Regions from separate parts of the Mus musculus genome. Here all the other regions are linked to region 2. A link is a contact called in public HiChIP or PLAC-seq, capture Hi-C and promoter capture Hi-C data. All regions are on one chromosome and are shown on one strand. Each heading gives the region's core, a stretch centred on a gene start, on an enhancer-like site or on the middle of the called end of the contact. The rest is flanking DNA. Distances are from core to core; before and after follow the strand shown.

Region 1 (5,032 bases), core at 1,775-4,274, 1.8 Mb after region 2:
TCAAGCTTACCCCCCCACACACACACACACACAATACACACCCTGATAGAAGCCCCTTCCTCAGTCAGTCTTCCCTGATTTCCTATATCCTACGTCTACAACCCTCCTCTCTGCCCCAACAACCCACTACCCAGGTCTAGGATCCGCTTGCCACCAGCCCCACCCCGCCCCCACTCACATCCCAGGCAGAAGTCGCTGTGTGGTCGCGCTGGACAAGAAGCGCAGTCCATGCACTTGTCGAGGTCCGCGCTCCAGGAGCTGCCGCTAGAGCATGGGGAGGTGCCTGAGGAGGGGGCTGCAGGTCAGAAGCTTGCGGCTGGGTGCGGCTATTCTGGGGGCTGAGGTCAGGGTCAGTCGGCTCGAATAACGTGAGTCACTATCGCGTGTCCCCCCCGCCCCCCACTCATTCCTCGCAGGTGACCGCATCGCCTGACCCAAACGCGGCAGTGCGGGAGGGGGGTCGAGTGGCGCGGGACTTGGGGGGGGACAGTACCCCCCCGCGCGCCACAGTGTGACTCACTCCTGGGCACCGGGCCCGACCCCAGTCCCTCCCCCCGCATAACTGGGCATTGAAGTCACCGGATGGAAGGGGCACCCCCACATGGTATAGAGGGCAAAGTCCCCATTGCCCCTTCGCGATTCAAAGATACCAAGACTGGACAGATCTCATTACAGACCAGTTTGAGGACGTGCCCCCTTCCCAAAACAAACCTCCTGCCCTCAAATATACGTTCTCTCTCTACTCTGGCTCTCACTTTTGAGACAGAAGACCTCCCACACCTCAATTGGACAGGTAGCGAAACTGAAGCTCGGACTGCGGATAAAACTTGAGACCTTTCCCACTTGGAACTTGCTGCCTGAAGAGCACAAATCGCAAATCCTCGTGTCTTCCCGGTTCCCTGGTTTCACCGGGTTCTCCAGGCACTCAAATTCCGTTTCTGACCTCCCCAAAGTCCGAGGTTTACCGTCGTCTGAGCCGTGCATACCTGGTGCTTGCTCCCCGGCCGCGGCGCGCATCAACACCAAGCCGAATCCCAACACGAGGATCTGCGGCAGAGACCGCGGCCAAGCCGAAGCCATGATTGCCGGTCCCGAGGCAAGAACTGTCTGCTCCCACCACCCGCAAGCCAGACTCAGGGCTGCGGCTCCGCCCCCGCCCCCGCCTTCCGGGGCGGAGCGCTGGCCTCGGCCCGCCCCAACAGCCACTCTGCTTTGCGAGTAAGCAGTTAGTTAAACCCAGTCAGTTCAGTAAAACCATTCATTCAACACAGTCCCGCCAAGTGTCTACCCTACTCCGCCCTCTGCAAACTTGAGTACCCACGATGTGGAGCGAAGGAAATCAGTTATAAGACATAACTGCATAGTTGGGTTTTTCCTCTTTTTAAGCCCAAATAAATTAGATTTGTCTATTCTTTTGCAATTCTGGGGTGGAGACCAGAGGCTCAAACATACCAGGCGAGAACTGAGTTATATCCACACATCCTTTATGTTTGCTTGCTTTGTTTGGATTTGGGGGTGGGGGGGACCAACAAAATCTCATACTCTATCCCAGAGTAGCCTCGAATTTGAAACATTCTGTCTCATCTCAGCCTCTCAAGTGCTAGGATTGTAGGCAGGAACCACCACACCGATTTTCTTTGGTTTGGTTTAGTTTTTTAGCTGCATAGCTTAGGCTGATCTTGATGTTGGCATTCTCCGGTATCAGTAAACAGTACTGCAAGCATATATAGAAATGCTACTTTCTTTTTTGAAAGATACCTTTTATTTGTGTGTGTGTGACACATATGTTTGAGTGTCTCTGGAGTCCAGAGAAGGGCAACGGATCTCCTGGCAATCGAATTTCAAGTGGTTATAAGCTGGGAGCAAAAAAAAAAAAAAAAAAAAAAAGAGCACCTGGAAGAGCAGAAAGGCTAACCCATGAGCCATCTTTCCAGACCCACGTGCTGCTTTTTTTGGTTGGTTGGTTGGTTGGTTGGTTGGGTTTTTGTTTTGTTTTTTTGTCTTGGTGTTTTGTTTTGTTTGTTTGGTTTGGTTTTGGTTTTGGTTTTTCGAGACTGGGTTTCTCTGTATAGCCCTGACTGTCCTGAAACTCACTTTGTAGACCAGGCTGGCCTCGAACTCAGAAATCCACCTGCCTCTGCCTCCGAGTGCTGGGATTAAAGGCATTCGCCACCACGCCTGGCTCTGTGTTTTGTTTTGTGACAAGGTTTCACTGTGCCCTGACTGTCCTGGAACTCACGTTGTAGACCAGGCTGGCCTCAAACTCACAGAGATCCGCTTGCCTCTCCCTTCCCAGCCCTGGTATTAAAGGCATGTGTCACCACGCCTGGCCATATATGTTGCTTTCTGTTGCTTTCTTTCTTTTCTTTCTTTCTTTCTTTCTTTCTTTCTTTCTTTTTTTTTCTCCAAAACGAGTCTCTCTGTATAGCCCTGGCTGTCCTGGAACTCTCTCTGAAGACCAGGCTAGCCTCTAACTCAGAAATCCGCCTGCCTCTGCCTCCCAACTGCTGGGATTAAAGGCGTGAGCCACCATTGCCCGGCTATATATTGCTTTCTTAAGGGCCTCGGGAAGAGCACGAGATGATTCAGTGGGTAAGATTGCCTGCTGCCAAGCCTGGCAATCTGAGTTCGATCCCTGGGGCCCACAGAGTAGAAGAAGAGAACAAACTCTGATCATAGGTATGCAGTGTGACAGGGTGTCGTCGTCGTCGTCGTCGTCCCCCCGCCGTCCCTGCCCCCCAAAGAGTCACAAAAAAGAGTCACAAAAGTAATGTATCCTTAGGTAACATACAGACCTGTCTTCATTCGCAAAGCGAGAAACTGGGACTGGGGAAAGTTGAGTAAAGTCTCAAGTCATAGCCCAGGTTACTGAACTCAGCAGGTTCCGCCCTTGGAGTGGCCACCAACTAAGGGAACTTTGGGAAACGCACGCAGGTGGCTATCGCCGCAGGGGTCTCTGCTCCTCCCAAAGAGAGGTGGTCCAGTGACGTCATTGAGACTTTAAGACCCCTTGCCTCCGCCCTCATTCCTACTTTCGACCTGGAAATCTTAGCAGTCTCTTTTGCAGGTGAGCCTGGGGTATGTGTGTAAATTGCGGGTGTGAAAATACGCAGGCAGGGGATGTGGCAGAGTGCGTGCGGGCGTGAGTTAAATGCTGGAGCTTTGATCCTGGTGGCGGCCACCTGCGGTGGCCACCTAGGCAGGAGAGGGTTGCGTCGGGAGAAGCGCTCGGGTCCCCTCGGCCCCAGAAAAGTTAAACACCCCTCCCCCTCCCCTGGGACAAAGGCACCGAAACCTGTGACGCCCCTCCTCCACCTGCTTGGCCACTTTGGGGCGGGACTCCCTTCCCCCTCACCTGCAGGCGCGGACCCAGCTGCGGGCGCCGCCATTAAGCCCCTCCTGGTCTCGCACTCCTAGGCTCGGATATCAGGGGTGGCCGAACCGGACTGGACGTCCGCAGACAAAGCTGACCGAGCACTCGGTAAGTAGAGAGGGACAGAGATGAGAGGGAGAGAATGGTCCCCAGCGTGAGCCTGCAAGTGAGAGGAGTCGAAAGGGGCCTATGCCATTCTTAGGGGCAAGGTGGACTTGTAGAACCGAGGGTTATGAAGAGCCACAGCAGGGCGCCAAGCAGAACTGATTCCCTTCGTATCAACATCATGAAGAGCAAAATGAAGGACACAGGTGCCTGTCACAAAAGGCACTGGGATCTTGAATTTTAGCTCCTTAAAGCTGTGTGGAGAGGGGAAAGAAAGGTAGCACGGCCTTTGGTCTAAAACTCAAAAGGATGCTCCCAGCCTCGAGGCCCGCACCTTGACCCTTAGAGGTGGAGGTGGGTCAAGAAAGAGCTGGTAGCCTAGGAAAATCTGTTTTGTGGCAAAAGGGCTTGTTTTTCCTTATCTCTCTCACCCTATAGGGTGGGCTGGACCCGGACTGGCAGGGCTTCCAGCAACTTCCAGGGATTGGGAGGAGCAGACCTTGGAACATAGGGAGGGCGAGATTTCAAGGAATTATACCCACCTGAAACAGAGCTGGGGGTTTCCATTTGAACCTTGCTTGGGTGGCAGGAGGAAGCTTCAGGTCTCCTCTGAGTGCTCACGGGATAAGGGTGGGCCTGAAACTTGTATCGAGAGCCCGACCAATCCAAAATTATACTCCCGACATGTCATTGTCTTTGTTCTGATAAAATGTACCTAAGGATGTGACTCAGCTCCTAGACCGCTTGCCTGGCGTGCAAAAAGCCGAAGCCCTGCCTTACCCCTCTGGTGGTAAACCCTGCAGTCCCCGAATTCAGGGAGTGGACACAGAAGGTTCAGGAGTTCACAGCCAGCATCAGCTATGCAGGGAATTTATGGCCAGCCAGCCTGGGCTACATAAGACCCTTTCTCAGCTAAGATATAAAAAACAAAACTAAACTAAAATCTAGACACAACTGTCGCTATGGGCTGTCCTGTGCTTCAGGTATGTCTTATTTCCTGTCCCTTGCATGAAAATCAACAGGATTTCATTCTCCACCTGTCACAGTCTAGGAAAGAAGTAAATGCTTATTTTGCTCTTGACTGACCCAGGAAGTGTATCTAATCCACACTACAGGACATAGCAGCCAACTGTCAAGGTGCTTGGTGCTGGTATCAGCTGTCGAGGTGGGATGTCCAGACATGCTGCTCTTTAACATGACTCTCCTTTTATCTCCTCCACACTACACAGCCCCCTCAACCTCATCATGGCCTCTACTGGTCTGCAAATCTTGGGGATCGTCCTGACCCTGCTTGGCTGGGTCAACGCCCTGGTGTCCTGTGCCCTGCCCATGTGGAAGGTGACCGCCTTCATCGGCAACAGCATCGTCGTGGCCCAGATGGTGTGGGAGGGGCTGTGGATGTCCTGTGTGGTTCAGAGCACTGGCCAGATGCAGTGCAAGGTGTATGACTCACTGTTGGCGCTGCCCCAGGACCTGCAGGCTGCCAGAGCCCTCTGTGTTGTCACCCTCCTCATTGTCCTGCTTGGCCTGCTCGTGTACCTGGCTGGAGCCAAG
Region 2 (5,378 bases), core at 1,749-4,248:
ATCAATCAACTTACAAAACAAAGAATATTAACAAATAATCAAATGGTATATTCCCAGAAAACTATATGATCAACATGAATGCATTTCACAAAAGTTTCCAAATGCATTAAACAATCATGACATGACTGAAGGAAGCAGATAGATGGTGATGCAGATAAGCTTCAATATCCACCATTTAGAAAGACAGCCATGACCAGCACTGAAAACCAGTAATGAGTAGCACACCTCTGGAAAACCATCTACACAACAGCAGAAGATGCACAATCTTCTCAAACTAATGCAGAATTCTGGACTTGGACCATGTCAGCAAGGCCAGGTTTTAACCCCAGCACTGGAGTGGATCGAGATCTCAGTTCAAGGGGAGCCTTATCTATGGAGTTCCAGAACTGCCAAGACTACCTAGACAAAGTGTCCCCAAAAATAAAATTAACAAAGAAAAAATTATTTAAACCTAGTAATGACTACAGATTTTTAAAATGTCTTCTCCACATTTAACACTCAAGAGACTTGAGGCCTCAAGGTTTCCAGTGGGGTGAGGTTGGGAGTAGGGATGCCATCTTGGAGATGGGGGGGGTGGGAGAGTGGGATGGGGAGTGCTCAGAGGATGGACGAGGAGGGGGTTGGCGACTGGACTGTGAAAAAAGATTAAATAATAATGATAAAAAATTAAAAATTTGAAAAAAGTTCCTCTCTAAGAATCTGGAATGCTGACATTAGTAGAAGACACAGGAACACTGTTAGCATGTTCTCAGTCAAACGTGAAGAAATATAAAAGGATGTCTTTAAAATTGGAAATACCAAAATCACACAGATATTTTTAAATATAGAGAAATCATTCCAAAAATTTATAAAATGAGAAACCACAAAATTTTTTTTTAAAAGATTTATTTATTTTATGTATATGAACACACTCCAAATACACCAGAAGAGGGCATTGAATCCCATTACAGATGGTTGTAAGCCATCATGTGGTTGCTGGGAACTGAACTCAGGACTTCTGAAAGAGCAGTCAGTGCTCTTAAACACTGAGCCATCTCTCCAGCCCCACAAAAAAAATTTTAAATATATGAGAGAAGGATCAAACCCAAGGGTGATTTCAAAGTATATTAAAATTATAACAGTGCAAATCTTGAACAGTTGACAAGAAGACCGACAACAGCGGGTATCAGTGGGAAGGTAATATAGACAGAGTTTAATACTATGCAAAGTTACTAAACAAATCTTATCAAAATCTTGCTGGCATTACTTTAGGAAACTGAGAAATTAACCATAAAAGATAAGACAACTTAAAGGAACTACACAATGCTCCAAAACTCTATGAGCAGAAAAAAACTAACAGGCATCAAGTGTTCTGACTGAACAATACATTAAAATTGTAACAATGAAAATGTTTAATATTGGTACGAAGATATGATCAGAGATGTGAATGGGAGGGGGACAATATCCCTCACATACAAACCAATTAAATTACATTTGCCTCTGTAAATTAATTCTTACATAAAAGGTATTCTAAAAATTACAGTGGGAATATTCCGATGTTATTCTCACTGCAATTATCTAGAAATATTTAGAATGAAATAGAATCTGGCAAAACAAATCTCATGTCCTCTTTCTACTGGGATTTGAGCCTCTCCCTATACCTTCTTCACTCCCTCTAACACACCTGGATCCTTTGCTAGTTTCCTCTCTTCACCATCCAGGGCTCTCAGATTCACAGGTGAGTTGAACTACCTGAGGAGTGAGACACCTGCACATGGGAAAGAGTCTTCAGGAAGCACCCAAACTTTTCATGGAACAAAATTAAAGGATACCTAAAAAAGGATAAACATGAAGGAGCGAGAAAATATCAGAAATAAAAATGTCTCTTTTCCTCTAAGCATGTAGGCTCAGACACATGCACAGTCATTCTCCCTTGAACTCTGAGGAAGAGCTAGGGAGACTTCAGGAAAACTATTGTCATTAACAGAAACCAAACTGCTGCACTGTCCAAAAGAGATCTCTGCCAAAAGCCCTGTTTGCAGGGTCTAGGAATTCCCATTTCTCCTACAAGAAGTCCACAGTCACAGCACTAAATGATAACAAATCCTAAAATAAAAACAACAGCTTGGCCACCTATGTATGGGCAGAATTCTTTCCTTCAACCAAGGAGACAATTTTCTGATACAGGGGAATGATCATAATTACTCAAAAGATGCTTTCTAAGCTTTATTTTAATCTATAGTGGATTTTCTAATTATATAAATAGTGCGGTCTGATACACTCGCACTGCAATACTGGGCTTGCTTGGACCCAAGGAGTAACATAAGAACTCAGCATATGAAGACATATTTCTGAATGTTTTACTTACATCCTAAACTGCATACAACTCTGATTAAAAAGTTCATGGCCACTAAAAAGTCTGCTTAGTAAATATTAGTGTTTACACCCATGACAATGCACTCGACAAAGTTTTTGTTTTGGTTTGGTTCAATAAATCTGCACTGGTTCCTCATAAAATATTATATACAAAGCTCTCTAGGGAAGCCTATTAACCAGGGCCAAAGGCGTTCTCTTGAATGAGCAATACTTGCTTTCTAACAAGGTAGTGAGAAAGCAAGAACGAACTTACTTTCCACTATCTTTGTAATTGCCACATTAGGAAATAGGAAACAGTGCAACTGCTCTTTTATGAGTTATTTTACGACTGAATACGATGGTAACTGGAGGATAAATGAAAAAAAAAAAAAAAAGTCATGATCAATCCCAGTTCACAGGATCTCAAACTTCCTGACAACCATAAGATATCCATAACAGAATTGTGAGAGCAGCGTCTTTAAGAGCAGCTGCGGAAAACACCCCCCTGCTCCGCTCCCGCCAGTTCCCCAGCCCCGCAGTTCCTCTTACCTGGGAGGTTCCAGGTCCGCTGGACCGCGGTTCCCGCCGCTGCGCTGCTGATCCTGACTCCCCCGGCCCGTAGCAAAGGAACTGCTTCTCAGGAGACTTTTCCAGGGCCAGAGAGCGCTAGGACGCGGAAACCAAAACGTAGCAAAACGATTGGTAGAAATTCTTGTCACTCAGGCCTGGATCCTTCGGGCTGCTCTCCTAGACCCTCCCACTAAATGCTGGTTATGGTCACGTGGTTCCCCTAAACATTTTGGTAGACCCCTCCCTGCTTTTATCCTGTTTCTGTCAAGGTCCTGCTCTTGCCAGTATCCCTGCTCCGGGGATTCAGTTCCCTCCCTCTCAGTCTTAGGCTTCCTGCCACACAGCTCCAGCTGTGGACCTGCTCTGCACAACCTCCCTACTGCTTGCTGAAGGACTTGAAAAAACTGGTTCCATAGGAAGCTGCATTCTGACATCTGAGAGTGAGCTTTGAAACCCTCAGATAATAGATTGGCAGCCTAACTTCTTAGGTTGGAATAAAACTCTGGGCTACAAACGCACAGCAAAATATAACCAACACCCTAAATTCCAATTTCTTATGTTTCATTCCCAACACACAAAACTAAATATGAGTCACAAAGTTTGGCTCCCTTCCAAAGTATGTGTCAAAACATACATGAAATACAAGAGAGACCACTGAGGTGAAAATGTGGATGGGACAGAGAATGGTGGGAGGGTGCTCTGCAAGCTCTCTGGGGAGCTCCAGGGACAAAGGTCACTCTGTAGAAACAACAAGCTGTACAACAGGGCAGTGGGAAGCACTGATAAAGTTAAACTCCAAGAGATTTGTCATGGCCACAATAGCAAAGAAAATAGATAATGCGCCGGGCGTGGTGGCGCACGCCTTTAATCCCAGCACTCGGGAGGCAGAGGCAGGCGGATTTCTGAGTTCGAGGCCAGCCTGGTCTACAAAGTGAGCTCCAGGACAGCCAGGGCTATACAGAGAAACCCTGTCTCGAAAAACCAAAAAAAAAAAAAAAACAAAAAAAAAAAAAAAAAAAAAAAAAAAAAAAGAAAATAGATAATGCAAATAGTAGTTTGCACAAATATTTTCCTGTAAATAATCTAACAATCATAACATGAATGAAAACATTAGCATCAGCCCCAGTTCATGTGAGTCATAATGTAATAGAAAATGTAATAGAATTTTGATAGCCAGGAAAAATAAAATGCCTTCTGACGTGAGTATATAGTACTTAAAATTCCATGCAGACAGGATTCATGGTCAGGATCAGAATGGTAAGGAAAATGGACGTAGTAATACTTGAATTCTCAAGGGAAAGGGCATTTGTGCCTGACACATCATTTTATCACTCTGGTCTGCAACATACAAGCTGGTATTTGTGTAAGGAATGCATTGAATTTATCGATTTCTTTTGGTAGGATGGCCAGTTTTACTATGTGAATCCTCCTCATCCACAAGCATGGGAGATCTTTCCACATTCTAGTATATTCTTCAATTTCTTTTGTCAAAGACTTGAATCTTTTATCCTAGAAGTTTTACACTTGCTTGCACTATGTTGTGGAAAATATTTAATTCCAACTGTTATTACTGCCCAGCTTTTGATGATTCACTTCAAAGGTAAACGACATACACAATCTTTACAATACGCCTTTATCAGCGCCAGAACTAGGAATGTATCTATCATCTATGCTATTTACATGTCTATTTTCCAACTATTAATCCTGTTATATTTTGCCATGTTTTATCTTGGCTGTTTGAACTACAATTAGCCAGCCAACATAGCCATTATCTAAGACTCTTAGCCCATGGTGGTTTCCTCTACTTCCATCTTCTTTCTCCCCAGGGTTCTTCTCTGACACACCTCCCCACCAAGCCTATTTCTCTTCTGTCCATTTATTAGCTGTAAATATCTTTATTCACCAATAAGGAATAACTTGGAGTCAAGGTTACAGAGCATCACTTGGGTACCTGCAGAATCTCTGTTTCCTAGGAGGCAACCGGGCCTTGTGGACACTATTTAGCATTACAATATAAGCAAAAGACAGAACACCAACACAGTAGAGTTAGCACTACTATACTTTATATTTTTTGAGGCTATTGTGAAAGTTGTTGTATTGCTGATTCTTTCCTTTGGTTTGTCACTTGTATAATGGAAGACTATTGATTTTTTTGTGTGTGCATTATCTTTGTATTGAGCTACTTTGGCAAAAGTGTTTATGAGATATAGAAGTTCCTTGGTGGAAATTCTTGGCTCGCTTATGTATACTATCATATCATCTACTAATAGTGATACTTTGACTTTTTCCTTCCTAATTTGTATTCTCTTGATCTACTTTATTTGTCTTATTGCACTAGTTAGAACTTCTAGTACTATATTGAATAGATAAGAATAGTGTGGACAGTTTTGTCTTGTCTGTGATTTTAGTGGAATTGCTTTAAGTTTCTCCCCATTGAATTTGATGTTGCCTATCGGCTTGCTGTATATTGCTCT
Region 3 (5,132 bases), core at 920-3,419, 1.0 Mb after region 2:
TAGCTTGGTCACATAGATAGCTTGGTGCTGCTTTCAGTCTATGTCAGAGAAACTTGTTAATGGGCAACAGTTAATTCAGAGATCCATAGCTAATTAAATACTGAAAAAAACTGTTCACTGTACAACCTATAAGGAAAAATCCATTTTAAAACATCTAATATTATTCTCAATGAAAATTTCCTGAATGCTTAATGAAATAGAATCTGGAAAAACCAATGTCACATTCTCTTTTTATTGTCACTTAAGGCCCACCTCACCCCTTGTTCAGTTCCTCTAACATACCTGGATTCTTTACTATAGTCTCCTCTCTCTTCACCATCCAGGGTTCTTAGTTGATTCACTGGTGAGCAGATCTGGCTGAGCAGTGGGGACCTGCATGTGGAGAAGAGAGTCTTCAGAAAGCACCTGGAACTTTTCATGCCACAAAAATGAAAGATGCTGACACCTCCCAAGAGGATAAACATGAAGGAAAGAGAAAATAACATGAAAAAATGTCTCTTTTCTCTGAGGATTTTACTCTGTTCTATGAGGTGTGAGACTCATTCACACACAGTTCACACATATGCCGAAGAGTCCTTTTCCCAGGAACCCCAAGGAAGACTCCAAGAAAACTACTGTGACTCACAGAATCCAAACTGATGCACTTTTCCAAAAGGAGGTCTCTGAAAAAAAGCCCTGACTGCAGGGTCTAGGTAAGAAGTCCATAGTCACAGAATTCAATATCAACAGACCATGAAATAATGAACAGTTTGGCCACATGTGCTTTTCTTGAACTAAGGAGACACGTTTCTGATGTAAGTGAGCAATCATAATTATTCAAAAAGGGCTTTCTAATTTTATTTAATTTAGAGTGAGTTTTCTATCTATAACAATAAGGTGGCTTGACATTGCCCTTCCACAGCATGCATGCTGGTCTGGCCTTGTTAGATATCAAAGGAGCTTAGGAAAAATGGCTAACTGAGGTGCCTATTAATATATCATAGTGGACATCTTTGGATAACTGTTTCCTTGGCACCTGTTTCCTCTCTTGGGAGCCTCCTATTCCCTAACTCCCCCTTTCAACCCCCCAAGTCACGGCCAGGTTAAGTTTGGACCCTTCCAGATACCTCTGTTCTCTCATACTGTGAAGCCCAAAATTAACATGTAAGCACTACCTACCCAAGAACCAAATAACTTCCTAAAATGCTGGGAGTTGTAGTTCTTGGAAAAGTAACAAACTCTCATGGGAATGTATGCAGGTTTGTCTTTATAAACTCCTGTAGCATGAGGCCAAAGTCCATAGCTTGGTCAGTATTTAATATTTAATAATACTTGCCCAAATGGTGGTACTGATTTGTCTCAGGCAAATCTCAGGATTAACATAACTTACAATAAATTTTCTCCTCAACCATACCTTAGAGCAGTCACGTCCTCAGTTTTCAGTTGTAACTCAACATATAAAGACACATTTCTGACTGCAGTATTTACATCACAGAGTGTGCACATCTAAGATGGAAACCAAAACCAAAACCAAAGCAAAACGGGGAGTAAAGCTTTGCCCAGTAATATTTAAAGTTCACAGCTCTAACTATGGTGCTTAGTCATGTATATTTTCTGACTCAATCAAATCTCAACTGGTTCTTCAGATGACTAATATCTGCAAAACTCTCCGAGGATGCCCATTCTCCGGGCCAATGGCCACTCTCTTGAATAGGAAATGGTGGAACAGGGGTGTTAAGAAAGCATGAGTGAATTTGAATTCGAGGAGCTTTGTAACTGCTGGAGCAAAGAGAGCTCTGCGTGCGAACTGCAGATTCTGCAAATGCTCTACGAGATTATTTTCGGAAAATATTCTGGCAACCATAAGATAAACGAAAACATCACGATAAACCCCCAGTTCATAGGATCTCAAACTTCCCGACAACGCTAAGATAACCATGGCAGAATTATGAAAGCGGCGTCCTTAAGAGCCGCGGAGGAAAACACACCCCTGCTTCTCCGCTCCCACCCTTTTCCCAGCCCCCCAGCCCCTCTGACCTGGGAGGTTCCCGCTGCCGGGCTGCTGACGCTTCCAAAATGCTCCCAGAGGCACCTGAGTCTTAAGGAAGTTTTCGGGTACCCTAATACACGGCCGGGTTCTTCCAACCCCACTTCCAGACCGTGCGGCTCCCTGAGTTCTTCAGGGAAAGGTGGAATTTCCTGTCACTCACGCTTGTTTTCTTAGAGAAGCTCCTCCTGTACCCGCCCAACATAGCCCACTTCCGGTTATGCGATTCCTTTAAACCCGCTTACTATAGGCCTGTTTTACTTTAATTTACTTTACTTCCCAGCTGGTTTTGTTTTGCCCCACCCCCACCCCCCTAAATCATCTGCTCAGACAGGGGTGTCCACCCATCAGGAACAGCTCCTCCCACTCAGTTTTGGGCAGCCTGCCACACAGCTCCAGCTGCCAGACCTGGACTTGCTCTTTGCTCTCATCATCCCCTATACTTGTTGCCAGGCTTGACCAGAATTGGATCAAATAGGATGATGCACCCAGTATCTGACCTCCAACATGGGTTCTGATCCCATCAGATATGTTATTCTAACTTCCCCTCCTTGGAATACCAGCACACACACACACACACACACACACACACACACAGAGGAGTAAATTCTGATGCTCACTCAGATCCTTTTCCCAAAACAAAATAAAACAAAAATTGAACGTTGTTGCCTCTAAACACTAATCATATCTGTATCCCCTAAGGAAAGGAGCTTAAATATCCAATATACAGAACTGAAAACCAGAGTCATGTTCAAGAAGGTCAAAGTTTGTAAAGTATGTTAATAAACTCAAAATAGGAACAAAATGGTTGTGGGCAACAAAACAATAGCAAATGCCTGAAGGAAGTAGTGACAATATAGAATATGCAAACTGAATTTAATAAGTAGTGCACACTGTAATTCCCCACTCCCTACAATTCTGGCCCATACTTCCAACTAATCTCCTTCTCTCTCTCTCTCTCTCTCACTCTCTCTCTCTCTCTCTTTCTCATATTCATTTCGATTCATTTTGTTTTGTGACCCATCATGATTAATCAGGATCATCTGTGAGACACTGGTTTTGGAACTATGTTTTGGAACCTGCTGGTCTCAGCAGATGAGACACAACTAAGCACAGTGATTTCCCCTTCTCCTAAAACTGACTTATTGCCACAGTCAGGGTGGGGTCCTGTGACCCTCTCCTCTTTGGAGACTGATTGTAGCTAGGGTTAGTCTTGAGTGAGGTCAGTGCAGGTAAATACAGGTGCTCTGAGTCACTGACTACAATAGTTGTATGGAATCTGGAGAATGACATGTTATGGCCATCTCATCTTTTCTCCTTACTTCTTTCTCCTTCCTCTTCCTTAATATTCCCAGAGCTATAGATGGCATGATGTAACTGACTTGTTTATGATTGTGCCCATATACATTGCTTATTTTCTGCATATTTGACAGCCTCATCTTTCTGCATTATCACTGAATTTTCATACGGAATTTTTGTCCTTTAAGGAAAGGAAGGAAGGAAGGAAAGAAGGAAGGAAGGAAGGAAGGAAGGAAGGAAGGAAGGAAGGAAGGAAGAGAGAAATAGCCCGTTTAGCATCCTCCCAGATATTTTTTTTAAACTACCAAAAGGACAATTTGTTTGTAGATGTTTTCCTGATTGTTCTCTATAATTCTCTGTGTACACCTATATGTGCCTGCATAGGCTGGGGAAAAGATACTCTAGAATTATCCTAGTCTCTTTACAGAGTCTAGCTAAGAAATAGACTTTTCATGATTATAATGAGGACCATATTTCTCTGGTGTGTTTTGAGGTTCAAACTCTGCTGTCATGATCATAACAGGTTAAAAGGCATCCTAGCTCTGCAAGTAGGTGGGAGCTCAGAAACACAAACCTAGAGCTAAAGGTCTGTCCTGAAGTCTCAGGGTTCTGAGCCCATGGGCACCTTTCAAATGACAGGGCTAACTGTTTCACACTGTGGTGAGTTTTATTGTTTCCCAGCTTATGTTTATGCAAAACAAACAAGCAAACAAAAATGTCACTAGCTAATAGATTCTGCATATGTGAATGGATTAAACACTTTAGTGATTAATAGAGCATCCAAGTCGAGTTAAGGAAGGAAATGAAAGCCTTTTCTCTAGGAGTTATTTGACTACCAGTAAGTCCACATTTGAGTTTTCTACTTCATGCTTCCTGTGCCTCCAACCTCTGTCTATTGCATGAGTTTGAACATATGCCAGCCTGAAGGCTGTCTTATGAATGTATCCCCATGTCTCCCTTCTGTCTCTGTGTATGCATCTTTTTGTTATCACTATGTCTGTCCCTAACAAAGAGTTTTGCTGTCTTTATTGAATAGCATTGAAAGCATCACATGGGGAAGGAATGGGACATTTTGCAGAAATCTTTAAGGGAGTTTTACAAGGGATTAGGTTACAGGCTCCAACTGACCTCAGATGATCAAGATAACAAACAGTATTACAAGCATCACTGTTTATCAGCCATTATCCATAAATGCATGTTCATTTTAGAAGTTTACTTTCAGCCTCTGTATTTGATGTTTTCAGCAAGTGATATACATGCTCATAGAATATAAGATATATTTTCATAATATTGCATTGCCACACTTATGGTTCTGCCAATGGGTAAGAAAGGAAAACTACAGAGCAACACTCCTCGAAGTTCTGTTGTCTGTACTTTCTTGTAAGATGTTTGTAAGAAAAAAAAATAAAATTTGAAAAGTGCTATTTTGTAAAGATATGAAGATGATCTTGATGAATTCTCCAAATACTGGGAGAGATGGAATCCCATTTGGACATCTCTTGTCCAGAAAAGAAATTTCATGTACAAGGACTGGGTTATATCCAATTGACTTGTTGGCCAAAGGAGTTCAGTGGAAATATCCAAATAATCCAGGCTGTTGCCACCAAATAGGGTGCTCTCTACAAACTGATTGCAAGGCCTCATTGATGAAGACAAGACTCCCACAACTCATTGAATATGGAGAGGTCAAGCTGATGCCTACATAGAATCTTCATTCATATGTTCTAATATCCGTGATTTGGAAGGCACTTTGCAGGCTACGTATCAAGAAATGTGAACACCAATGCAACCAAAAAGCCTTTGATCT
Region 4 (5,491 bases), core at 542-3,041, 1.8 Mb after region 2:
TACCCACTGTGCCCAGCTGCTGTTAGAGAAAGCTCTCCACTCCTTCACCCTGCTCGCCGCGCCTCCAGAGAAGGCCACGCCTATTCCAGAATGCCCCGCTCCCACCATCCGGCCCACCTCTCTTGGGTTGGGGCTTCTAGAGAGGAATCAAAGTTGCAGGATTGTGGGAGGAGTCCGCAGCAGGAAGTTGAGGTGCTCTGCCATTGAAAAACTGGAAATCTCTTGAGGGCGGTGCCTAAGTCAAGCTGTCGCTCAGCCTTTTCCTGTGTCCTGCGTGCTAGGCGTTGGGCTCTGTGCTGAGGACATAGAGCGCAGTAAGAAAACTGGTGCCTACTGGGTGGTCCAGTGAGATCCACCCCACACAGTTAAAAATAAGCTGGATGCTGACCCTAGCAGGGAAACTTAGGAGCAGCCAGAGCAAGGCTGGGCCTAGTCACGACAGTCTGAGACATCAGGGCTTTGGGGGCGACCAGCGCCGAGTTTCCTTGACCCCGCGAGTGATGTAGTGCACTCTAGAACGGGGTGGACACTCCAGATAGCACCACTGATTCCCGGAAGGAATCCTCCTCTGTATTTGGGAGCATGTAACTAAGAAAGCCCATCAATGCAAAGGGGAGAGTTTGACTTTAAAGTGGGCTCCAAAGGGTTTGTGGAGGTAACTTCTCCTGAGAGGCGGGGCGAGGCGGAGGGCGCTGTTAGTAGGACAAAGCCACTAGCAGGATTCTGGTGGGGGAGACTTTTAAAAGCTATATGGACTGAGGAACACTCATCTTTATCACATCTTCTTGTCGGTGTATGTTTTAATTTTTTTCTCACTACATTTATTTATTTACTTATTTATAGGTTGGGTGGGGGCACATGTGGAAGTCAGAGGACTACTTGTGGAAGTCAGTGGCCCAGGTTTTTGTTTGTTTGTTTTGAGGCGGGATTTCATGTAGCCCAGTGACTTCAGACTTCATATTAGCTGAAAGAGGCCTGCCTCCATTTCCCAGATGCAGAGATTACAAGTGTGCACGATCATGCCCAATTTTATGATGTGTGCTTCCTGCTTGGCAGGAAAGCATTCTACCAACTGAGATGTATCCCTTTGGTTTTGAGTTTTTGAGACAAGTTCACTCTGTTACACCAAGCCCATCTGGAATTCAGGGCACTCTTCCAGCCTTAGCTGAACCTGGAAAAGATAGCACTGCAGGTGTAAACCATCACACCTGCCTTCTGTCCCCCTCCTTTTCTACTTTGAGACAAGGTCTCACCACGTAACTATAACCTGTAACTCAATATGTAGACCAGGCTGGTCTTGAACTAATAAGAGATCCACCTGCCTCTGCCTCCTGAGTGCTGGAATTAAAGGTGTTTTCCACTCTAATTGACCTATTTTATTTTCTTACAACTGCAGTCTCATCTGTTCCTTGGAATGCAACCCCCACACCCCAAATCCACCTGGGGCAGGGCCTCATTCCTCAGTTTAGCTCCATGTCCTTAGAGCCTGCTGTTTAATAAACATGTAGATAAATATTTGTTGTATGAATGAAAAGCCAAGCAAAGAGGCCTACACACAGCAAGCACGTAAAACAGAAGCTCTTGGCCCCAAAAGGGCATCAGTCTGTCTCCGCGTAGATGGAGAAGCTCTGGCTTAGAGTAACTTAACTCTTACAGAAGCTTGGCAAAGTTAGAATCTGGAGTCATCACTTTTCCCTTGGTTTGTTTCTGGCTCCTCCCTCTTCCTTACCCCACCCAGACTGGGAGGTGAAGGGTTAATTCCTGGAAGCCCCTTTATCCCCTTACCTGAAAGGGATGGGTCAGGCAGGGAACTTCCTGTTCCATTTCCCGGGATTCCTTTCCCAAACTAGGCTACGCTGCCTCTTACCCTGAATTCTCCCAAGGATCCCCAAACATCTCGGCCTCAGGCGTCGGTACCTGGAGTGGTGAGTTGGAGGGCTGGGGTGTAGGCTTACAGCACTGTGGAGAGTGAAGGGTGTTTCGGGGGACCTACTGGTAGGCTGAGAGCTAGAAAAGTCTTGGTTATAATGAGCGGGTAACTCGTGCTGGAGACTCCAAGGCCACACAGCATGATGCATTTGTGGCCTTGGAGACATGAGGGAGGGTCCCAGAAGTGACGATGCCATGCGTTCCTAGCACCAGAAGGGGATCTCTGCCTTAAAAAAAAAAAAAAAAAAAAAAAAAAAAACAAGTTAACAGAGTTGAGCAAGTTAGACTGCTAGCAGAGAAAGGGGGTTATTTCTTGCAGAGGACCACTCTAGCTCCCTAGTGTGTAGGTGGATTTTATAGCAGTACCTACATACAAATTTAGACCGGCCAGATTTCACTAAAGAGCTTTCTCGCCCCACACCCAGCCAACCCCCTACAGAGGTGCATATTAATAGGCCTTTTGTCCTGGAGACCTGGGGGAGGGACAGGCTTTCTAAGGCCTACTTGCCTGAATTCCATCTCTTGGAAACCTCTGGCAAGTCCTCACCTAGAAATTCCAGCTGCTGTGTGGTTAGGCGGGCCTTTGACCAGAATCTAGAATTCTCTCTTTCTTATCTATGCTGTCATACTCCAAGCTAATACTGGCAAAATTTCATGGGGTAGGACGCAAATAGTGGGTTCGGAACCCCATTTCCACTTTAGCAAGCAGTATTGCAGCACCGGGTGAAGCTGTGAGTAAATCACCTTGGACTCTCTGAACCTGTAGGATTAATAGGTTGATCTAGCAAGTGAGTCCGGGCGGGATGAAGTGAGCAGCAGGCAACTGACTGGGCTGCTAAACGCTTGGAACTCACGAGCATCTGCTGCAGAGTGGCCAGAGTGACTTCACTCTCTAATTGTTTTTATTTTTTTAAGGTTTATTTATTTTATATACAGAGGGTTTGTATGAATGTGCATCTGCGCACTATAAGAGGGAACTGGGTCCCACCAACAGTTGGGAGTTGCCATGTGAGTTCTGGGACTTGAAGTCTCATGAGCTCCGGAAAAGCAGCCACGCTCTGAGCCTGGAGCGCCTCCATATCATATTTCATATGCTTCTTCAGACAGCGAAATGCAATGCTGTTTCCTGTGTGTGTGAGCCAGAAATTAGGGCTCGATGTGCTGGCTGGGCACAGGCCCTGAAGATACTACTCCAACCCCTCTTTGTGTTTTTATTTTTGAGAAAGAATCTCACTAAGTTGCCCAAGCCAGCTTTGTACTTCACTTAAGTCCAGGCGAGCCTGAAACTTTCAGTCCTGCCTCACCTGTGGCTGGCTCCATAACCTCTCTCTCCTTTTCCTTTTTGTTTCTAATATGTTTGTTGTTTTCTGAGACAGAGTCGTGTATCCTTGAATCACCAACTGAGCTGAGGATGACCTTGAACTCAATTGATCTTCCTGTCTCTACCTCCCAAGTTCTAGGATTTAGAGGACATTTGTATACTGGGGATTGGACCCACGGCTTCCCACATGTTTGGTAGGGCTAGCACTCTACTAAGAGAACTACATCTCAAGTCTCATCCTCCTAGTTTTTGGGTGTTTATTACAGATTTTTTTTCCCTGAACCGTACTTTGATTCTTAGGACTTCAAAACTTCAAAGTGGCAACTACTACTACGTAGTACTATTATTATTGCTGTTCCATTGCACGTGTTCAAGTCATTAAAGTAAATCACTTCAAATGACAGGCAAAAACTTACTGAACTCGAAACAATGCCTCTTGCTCAAGCCAGGAGAAGAGATTGCAGTGAGCAGTGATTAGGGTACAGCAGCCAGTGGGTGATGTGTTTCAGGGCCCCTGAACTGGACGAGGTCATTGCAATAGAAAAAGCACCTATGGGATGAAAGCTCACACTGGACAGGCTGTGTTTGGGAGGCAAGGGATCAAGATGGAGACAACCTGACCCAGGGCAGGAGTTAGGCCTGGGTCATCATTTTGCACCACATCCCTCTTTCCCAAGGCTAGTTTAAAATTCTGGATTTTCTGTAATACTTCCACCCAATACAGCTCTCCTACAAAGGAAATTTAGAGAGCTCTCTTCATCCTGGACACTATCTATACAAAATTCAGGGCAGAGACACTTTGCCTAATCTGGATACCTTTGATAAGATGTTATAATTAATAAGAATGAGAACAATGACCACAAGTCCGCCCGCCACCCCACCCCCCAAACCCCACCCCCACCCCACCCACCGTCTGCCCACAGTGCAGCAGCGCTCCTTGTGTGGTGCTGCTCTGGGCTGCAGTTACTGGAATGGAAAGTTCTGCCTAAGGCTCTGGTCCCATCCCCCTATCGGAACTCCCACTGTTTGGGGGGTTGGGGTGGGTAAGGAGATCAGCTTGGGAGAGACAGCCAAAGTGCCGCTGCCACTTTGTTTTAAGAAACTTAAACTGGCCGGGCATGGTGCCACACACTTTTAATCTGGAGGCAGAGGCAGGCGGAAAGAAAGAAAGAAAGAAAGAAAGAAAGAAAGAAAGAGAGAAAGAAAGAAAGAAAGAAAGAAAGAAAGGAAGGAAGGAAGGAAGGAAGGAAGGAAGGAACTTAAACTGGAAACTGGTTGAAGTGTGGCACCGTAGAATATTTGCCTAGTATTCCTGAGACTGAGTTTTGGGTTCCATGCCCAGCCTGGAAAGAGGAGCTAACCCTTCTGTACAGTGCTGAAAGGTTTCATTGATCTGGACTGAATTGATTTGAGTCTAGTCCTTAGGAAGGAAGGAGTAGCCCTCTGAGCTAGAGAAAAAGGTGGCACCTAGTGCCCCCTGTTGGACAGTCAAACACTTTCCATTGCTAGCTGGAGGAGAAAGTGAGTGAGAGTTGTTACCACACTAGATGAAGAACAAGCTGATCGCAAAGCTAGGCAGTGGGACTCTTGTGACTCCCTAGCCCACAGCTCTATTGTAGTGTACTCAAACTCATTTTTCACATGTGAAAGGGAGGGAGTGGATTATAAATCTGAATTTTTTCAAAGTTGTATTTATTTATACATGCGTGTATTACACTGTGTGCTTACCTGGGATCCCTGGAGGTCAGAAGAAGAGAACATTGGATCCCCTGGAAATGGAGTTACAGATACATGTAAGCCCCCAAGTGGGTGCTGAGACAGGACCCATGTCCTTTGCAAGAGAGGCAGCAAGTGTTCTTAACCACAGAGATGTCTCTCCAGCTCCAAGAGATGAAATGATTTTCTCCTTAGTCTCTCTTCCACAGAGCCCCTAGTGGATGCATTAATAGGGCAGGTAAAAGGTCACACCACATCTCTATGGGTGTACAATAGGACAATCATCCAGAAAGGTCCAGTTTCTGTTTGTGAGAATGTGTGTGGTGCATATGGCCCCATATGTGCACACCTATAGGAATGCAAAGAAAGACAGCACTGGGATGCCCCACTCTAACTGCTGGCTAGCTCTAACTAACTGTCCTTTGGGTTAGATATCTTCCTGGGCCTTGGTCTTTCCCACCAATCCTCCTGTCTCTGCCTCCAACATTGGTAGGTCAGAAATGTATGGGAACATTTCTTGCTTGT
Region 5 (5,568 bases), core at 154-2,653, 1.7 Mb after region 2:
ACAGCACAGTCGGAAGAACCTGAGGTCGAGTTTTGGCTTGAGGCTTGTGGGTTCCGGCCCAGTTGCGTTATCCTCGTGTCCTTTTGACTCTCCTTTATCTCATGTGTGTGTCTGATATAACATATTTGCAAGCTTTATTAAGCCACTGTAACATTAAAGAGAAAATTATTCTGCACAAGGCTCTGTCACGTGAGCTGGTACCCCGCCCTCCCATTCTGTGGTTCTCCTGGGAGTTGTAGGGATGACAACGGTTCCACTTAGACCGAATCCCTTAAATAGAGATATCCCACACACACACACCAGGTTAAATGTCAACTCAATCTGGGACATATTCTTGCTATTTAAAAATTTATATTTACACTGGACCTGTAAGGAGACGCCTCTGTTGTTGTTGAGACAGGATCTCATGTAGCCCAGTGGCTTTTAATTCCCCTGCCTCCGCCTCCTAAATACCGGCATTACAGGTGTGCCTGGACATTGTAAGAAATCTAATTTTCTTACTGTTTCATGGATTTTAAAGCTGTGGACATATAAACCGAATTTACTGCTTTAGTTATTTTCAAGTGTTCAGTTCAGTGACAATTGCATTCACCCAGATAGCCTACTGAGTTTTTTATTTTAATCAAATGTCTTTAACGTTCCCTTGGGACACCTCCCACCCACCACGTAAGCAATCCAATCTAGCATCTATTCGGTTCCTTTCCTTGGCACTAATTCGAGCTGCTCGTAGTCTGTCTTGAGATAATAACTTCACCTACTTAATACAAACATGCTGGTCTTCCTTCCGGGGTACCAGACAAGAGTTTGAAAAGCAAATTTGAGAATGGGAAATTTTAAGGTAGGTTTTTAAAAAGCAAATGCACGCAGCGACCACGAAGGGACTCGAACCCCCAATCTTCTGATCCGGAATCAGACGCCTTATCCATTAGGCCACGCGGCCCTACACTGACTCAGGCCTTAGCTCTCTCCATAAGACTTATTCAAGCGCCTACTGCGCATGCTTAAACCAAAGAAAAATCCTACCTATTGAGCCAATCTATTTAGTGACAGTCTCAAAGGAGCCTCCACAAGTTTGAACCGATATAATCAGACTCCTGAGCAGTCAGTCAGCAGAAGCCCTTCCGGATCCTAGAGGCTCGTCTTTCAGATCTCCTCCATTGGCTGGCCCTCAACTCAAGACCAGGGACAACCCACATGAACTTGCCCTATCACGTCACTGAAGTATCCACAATTGTCTTTTCCAGTCTCCAGACCCGTGCTGGCTCGCCTCTCTGGCAACTCCATGGCCCCAGCGCCATGTGGAGATTGAGACCGCCCGCATCAGGGACTCAGCGAGGCGAGAGTTATAGTTCCGGAGATGATCCTTCCCAGAACTTCTTTCTCCCTAAGCCTCTCCCAGCATATCCAGGTCAGCCTTGTGAGGTTCCGTAGTCCCAGACAGGAAGCACAGACCCGATTCAACCTCTGGTTCCCGAGAGCACAGTCGATCCCCTATCTACTACCAGGTAACTTTCCCCATTATCTCACGTATTTCAGAAAGAGCATACATTTTCCGGAGCACGCCGATCATGAACACATACATATTTATTGGCGCTATGTGAGCTCCCACGCCCAAACTGCTGCATCGATGACAGGGTGTGAAGAGGGGATGTAGGGGAAGTGGTGAGGTTGCTCGTCCTATAAACAGAGCCGGCGCCTGAGCAAGCTGCGGATCTCCAGGCAGGCTTTGCACAGCTCATCACTGTCTGGCCCCAGGACGTCCAGCTCACACACCCGCCTGTTGACCCTGTTGACACTCAGCTAGGCCCTGAGGGGCTCAGTCCATCACACCCACTGCAGTCATTGTCTGCTGGAGGGGTTTTTGCGGAGAGGTCGATACTTTCTGAAATAGTCTATGAATCCTAGGCTGGTCTCAGTCTCTGGTCCTGCCACTACCTCCCAGCTACAGGCATGCTCCTCAATGACCGACTCTTGTGTCTGTTGTTCTGTAAGCCTAAAATTTCAAGTGCTACCTAATCATCTTTGAGCCTAATACTAACCCAGCAGTTTTACATGAGCTCCTTGCTCTCAACCAAAAAGTCCCCCACCCAAAGGGAAAGGCTCCCCACCCCATATATATAATCATATAATCAGCCAGACCAGCATTGCCCACCCTGACCTCAACACAAGAAGAGGACCTCCCTATTAGCCTGCAAAACTGTACAAATGAACTGACCCTATTCTGTAACAACCCAGTGGCACCTCCCTTCCTGCACCCCCTGCTGGCTCCTTCTACTTCCCAGTATACCCCCCACCTCAGTCCCCTCCTCCCAATGGCTTCTGGTGTCCTCCTCTCCTGAACTTTATTTAGTGTATGTAATAGCTGCTGCTGAGTTTGTCTGACCAATGTGCCCTGTATTTGAGCATCTCTTGATGTGAGGGCAAGAGGGAGGGAGGGAGGGAGGGAGGGAGGGAGGGAGGGAGGGAGGGAGGGAGGGAGGGAGAGAGAGAGAGAGAGAGAGAGAGAGAGCCTTCTCCTTGCTTCTCCTTTCCCTGGGTTAAGTGGAAGGTAATGAGAACACTCCCACAGATCCAGCCCCTCTTTCTCCCCTCCTAACCCCGTTCCTCACACCTCAGTCAGCAGCTCAAGGAGATCTCTTCCAGGGTTGGCTCTGATGACCTCCACCAGTGTCTGGACAAAGTCCGAGCCCTTTTCATCCCGATAAGCCACACAGCCTAGGTGAGGGGATGGGGTCAGAGTCAACCTTGGGCTGACATCCCAACCTTCAGTGGCCTATTGTGGGTGGAAGAAGTGAGGAGGGGAAGCAGAGAGCATTCTGGGTAACTGGCTTCAGACCAGCACAGGGTCAGGGACTTCTTGCATCAGGAAGAAGTTGCCGATATTTGTAGAGTGAATATTTGGGTATAATCAATGTACAACAAATATTTACTGTGGACTTGCTAGGTACCAAACAGTGGACAGGCGCCTGAAGCAAGCAGGACTGTCCTGTCCTAGAACTTACACAAGGGAGCATTTGACAGGAGCTTGCCATTCTAACCCTGACTCTAAGGACTAACCTGTAGGAGGAGAGTGACTTAACTGGGGCTGGACTCTTGCTGAGAGTGAAGCTATCACTCCAAGCCATGGGGCAGGAAACTAGGCCCACCATAACCATAGGTTTCTTACCCTCGACAGCTGCAGAGACAGTAAGGATGTCTGCTTGGCCTGAGCTCCCTGGAGTGGAGATAAGGTTGTCTGCAAAAAGAGTCAACTCCCATTACCAGCATCCAGGGACTCCACCTGCCCCAGTGTCTTGTCATCTCTGGCTCAGGGGCAGCACTAGACAGTGGAAAGAATGTGGAGCTGAAAACCCACAAGCCTTACAGCATCCAGGCTGTATGAACTCAGAGAGGCTAGGTCCTCTTGCTAACTCCCAAATTGTCAGACTCAGCTAGGAGCAGAAACCTCAGAGTCCCTCACAGCTTAGGAAGACATTTCCTCCCTGGATCTTGGCAAAGCAGCAAACTCCAAGCTACCAGGCCTAGTAGTGTGCTGTGTGAATGGTTCCCAGCACCTGTGTGCCAAGCCCAGGCTCCAGAAGAAAAGCAGACCCACCTGGAGCATCAGCATGGATCTGAAGAACATCTGCCTGGGTTGGGATGGCTCGGGGTGCTCTCAGCCAATGACGGTACCATGGGAGAGCTCTTGACCCCACACCAGGGTCCCTGTTCCCTGGAGAAGGATGGGGCAGATACCTTTACTCAGTGGAACCTCAGGATATCTCTGGGCGAGGCAGGCTTGCAGGGGTGGCAACATTCATAGAGGTTCAAGTTTGTGGGCTTGACTCCAGGGGAGGCTGGAGAGGGGCAGGGAATGGCTAGCCCGCAGGCTTCCTGGAGGAGCTGTGTGGGAAATGTAGGAGGCAGAGGAATGGCAGGGTAGAGGGTCAGGCTGGAGGCGGAGTCCCTCACCCCCACAGCAGACCTGGAGCAGGAAGATCTTGGGGTGGCCATGCAGTGCCTGGCAGCAGCTCAGTTCCTGCACCAGCACTTCTGCCTGTACTTCTTGACCATCACCCCCCAGCAGCTGCCCCTGTGGCTCCCTATGGGCCATCAAGGCCACCAGGGCACAGCTCACGGGGCCCGTTGTATCCAGCTTTTCCCGAAGCTGAGCCAGTTCTTCCCAGAAGGCCTGGAGTGGTAAAGGCCAAGGTCTGAACCAGCTCCTGGCTGCCCTTCATGGGGCTGGGAGCACTTCTTCAGTCTGGGAGCACTTCTTCAGTCTCTGTCTAGGAAATCAGACTTCCCAAGGCAAGAAAGTGACTGTCCCATGAATACAGCAGGAAATCAGAGGCAAGACTTACAGATGTGCTTCCTGCCTGTGGTGTGGGGGAAACCCAGGAAGGAGAACTCCAGGGTCCTAGGGCAGGGGTACCCTTCCTTCCAGCACCACCAGTTTTGGGCTTCCCCCAATCTGAGCTGATGGGTTTATCCTCAGGGTGGCCTTGAAGCCCAAGGCCTGGCAAAGGTTCCTCAATGCTGCCACATCATGCTGTGCTCCTAGTCGGTCTTGAATCACAGCCAGTAGGAGGGCAAGCCCTGGTTCCAGACAGGTCATATTGTGTGCTTGCTCTAGGGTCTGACTGTACAGAGGAATAGGGACACACAGTAGAAGGAAGGGACCCCCAGTTCCTCTTCTCCCCCATTTGTCTCCCTCAGCCTCCACCCATCCTGCTACTGCAGACACAGGACTGGATTCCCTCTCTGTCCCTCACCTCCAGCCCCCAGGGCTCCTCATCTCCCAAACACAGAGTCCCCCGAAGGGAGGTCCTAAAGACTGGGCAGTAGGTGTTCCCTGCAGACTCTGCAAAAGACCTAGGAGGGCAGGGCCCAAGGACACCTCAGAGAACTGCCCTGATGGGGGCCTGTGGGAGAATTACAACCCAAGCAGAGGGGTCAGGATGAGACCAGGGGAGACTTTGGAGGTCACATTTCAGAGAGAAAGGTCAGGGTGGACTAGGCTCTGACTCATCTTCAAGTTCATTACCTCACTCTAGGGATTACTACACATAGAGGCAGAACCATCCCTGGAGAGGGATAGGTCTGTAGGGGAGGGCTCCCAAGGTGCCATTACCTGGGGAGGTACTAGGCTGAGAGAGCCATGGAGAACTGGGGCCCATAGCCCCCACTTCTAGGTCACTCAGTCACTACCCAGCAAGATGTTCATTCAGACCTCAGGACCAAATCTGAGCCTATCTCAGCCACCAGGGCCTTTCAATAGAAGAGGGCAGAGAGTTGAAGGTTGAGGCTGGATGTTTCAGTGTAGATACTAGGAGCCAAGCCAGCAGGGAGAGCATGTGTTACTGAGGGAATCCTCTGTACAAAGTCATGGAGTGGGAAGGATGTTTGGAGTCTGGGGGAGGCCCATGTGGTTACAAAGGCATGTCCTGCAGCCTGTGTATGTGTGTTTGCAAACAGATGCAACTGCATCTGATAATTTAATTGTAACTGGCTCTAGGGAGCCAGGGAGACATAGGCCCAGCCTTCTCTTCTTCTGGCTTCCCCCACCTCTGTCAGTAGCTGCAGCAG

Evidence for each region. Promoter capture Hi-C pulls out the DNA fragments that hold promoters and counts their contacts. HiChIP or PLAC-seq counts read pairs in DNA pulled down with a chosen protein or histone mark. Capture Hi-C pulls out chosen DNA fragments and counts their contacts.
Region 1: a promoter capture Hi-C map of second pharyngeal arch cranial neural crest shows a contact between it and region 2. The contact joins the promoter of Cldn6 here to the promoter of Zfp820 in region 2. A contact is called at or near these places in 2 of 39 promoter capture datasets (cranial neural crest and second pharyngeal arch cranial neural crest) and 2 of 115 datasets of contacts at active chromatin or transcription factors (astrocytes and stem cell-derived neural progenitor cells).
Region 3: a contact with region 2 is called in a capture Hi-C map of embryonic stem cells, with 4 times the contacts expected there. The contact joins the promoter of Zfp945 here to the promoter of Zfp820 in region 2. A contact is called at or near these places in 3 of 39 promoter capture datasets (embryonic stem cells, hippocampal neurons and liver) and 1 of 9 other capture datasets (embryonic stem cells).
Region 4: a promoter capture Hi-C map of liver shows a contact between it and region 2, with 5 times the contacts expected there. The contact joins the promoter of Zscan10 here to the promoter of Zfp820 in region 2. A contact is called at or near these places in 3 of 39 promoter capture datasets (the 3T3-L1 cell line, cranial neural crest and liver).
Region 5: an H3K4me3 HiChIP or PLAC-seq map of embryonic forebrain shows a contact between it and region 2, with 6 times the contacts expected there. The contact joins the promoter of 6330415G19Rik here to the promoter of Zfp820 in region 2. A contact is called at or near these places in 1 of 39 promoter capture datasets (cranial neural crest) and 3 of 115 datasets of contacts at active chromatin or transcription factors (the 230-238 cell line, embryonic forebrain and pancreatic cancer cells).

Annotation. Positions count from the first base shown.
Region 1 is chr17:23,676,341-23,681,372 of GRCm38.p6, forward strand. It overlaps Cldn6 (claudin 6), which reads left to right and starts at 3,025. Exons shown (of 3, transcript NM_018777.4): 1 at 3,025-3,067; 2 at 3,418-3,481; 3 at 4,708-5,032. The coding sequence starts at 4,724. Tnfrsf12a (tumor necrosis factor receptor superfamily, member 12a) reads right to left here and starts at 1,109. Exons shown (of 4, transcript NM_013749.2): 1 at 987-1,109; 2 at 179-283. The coding sequence starts at 1,080.
Region 2 is chr17:21,842,761-21,848,138 of GRCm38.p6, forward strand. Zfp820 (zinc finger protein 820) reads right to left here and starts at 2,999. Exons shown (of 5, transcript NM_029281.2): 1 at 2,884-2,999. The region is part of intron 1 of Gm31758 (a long non-coding RNA gene); the gene reads left to right.
Region 3 is chr17:22,864,965-22,870,096 of GRCm38.p6, forward strand. It overlaps Zfp945 (zinc finger protein 945), which reads right to left and starts at 2,170. Exons shown (of 5, transcript NM_001110254.1): 1 at 2,017-2,170; 2 at 283-372. The coding sequence starts at 319. It also overlaps the pseudogene Gm32892.
Region 4 is chr17:23,599,035-23,604,525 of GRCm38.p6, forward strand. Zscan10 (zinc finger and SCAN domain containing 10) reads left to right here and starts at 1,792. Exons shown (of 7, transcript NM_001289481.1): 1 at 1,792-1,925. It also overlaps a transcript of Zfp13 not described here.
Region 5 is chr17:23,549,396-23,554,963 of GRCm38.p6, forward strand. It overlaps 6330415G19Rik (RIKEN cDNA 6330415G19 gene), which reads left to right and starts at 1,404. Exons shown (of 2, transcript NR_126484.1): 1 at 1,404-1,505. n-TRccg2 (a tRNA gene) reads right to left here and starts at 940; the gene lies at 868-940. It also overlaps the pseudogene Casp16.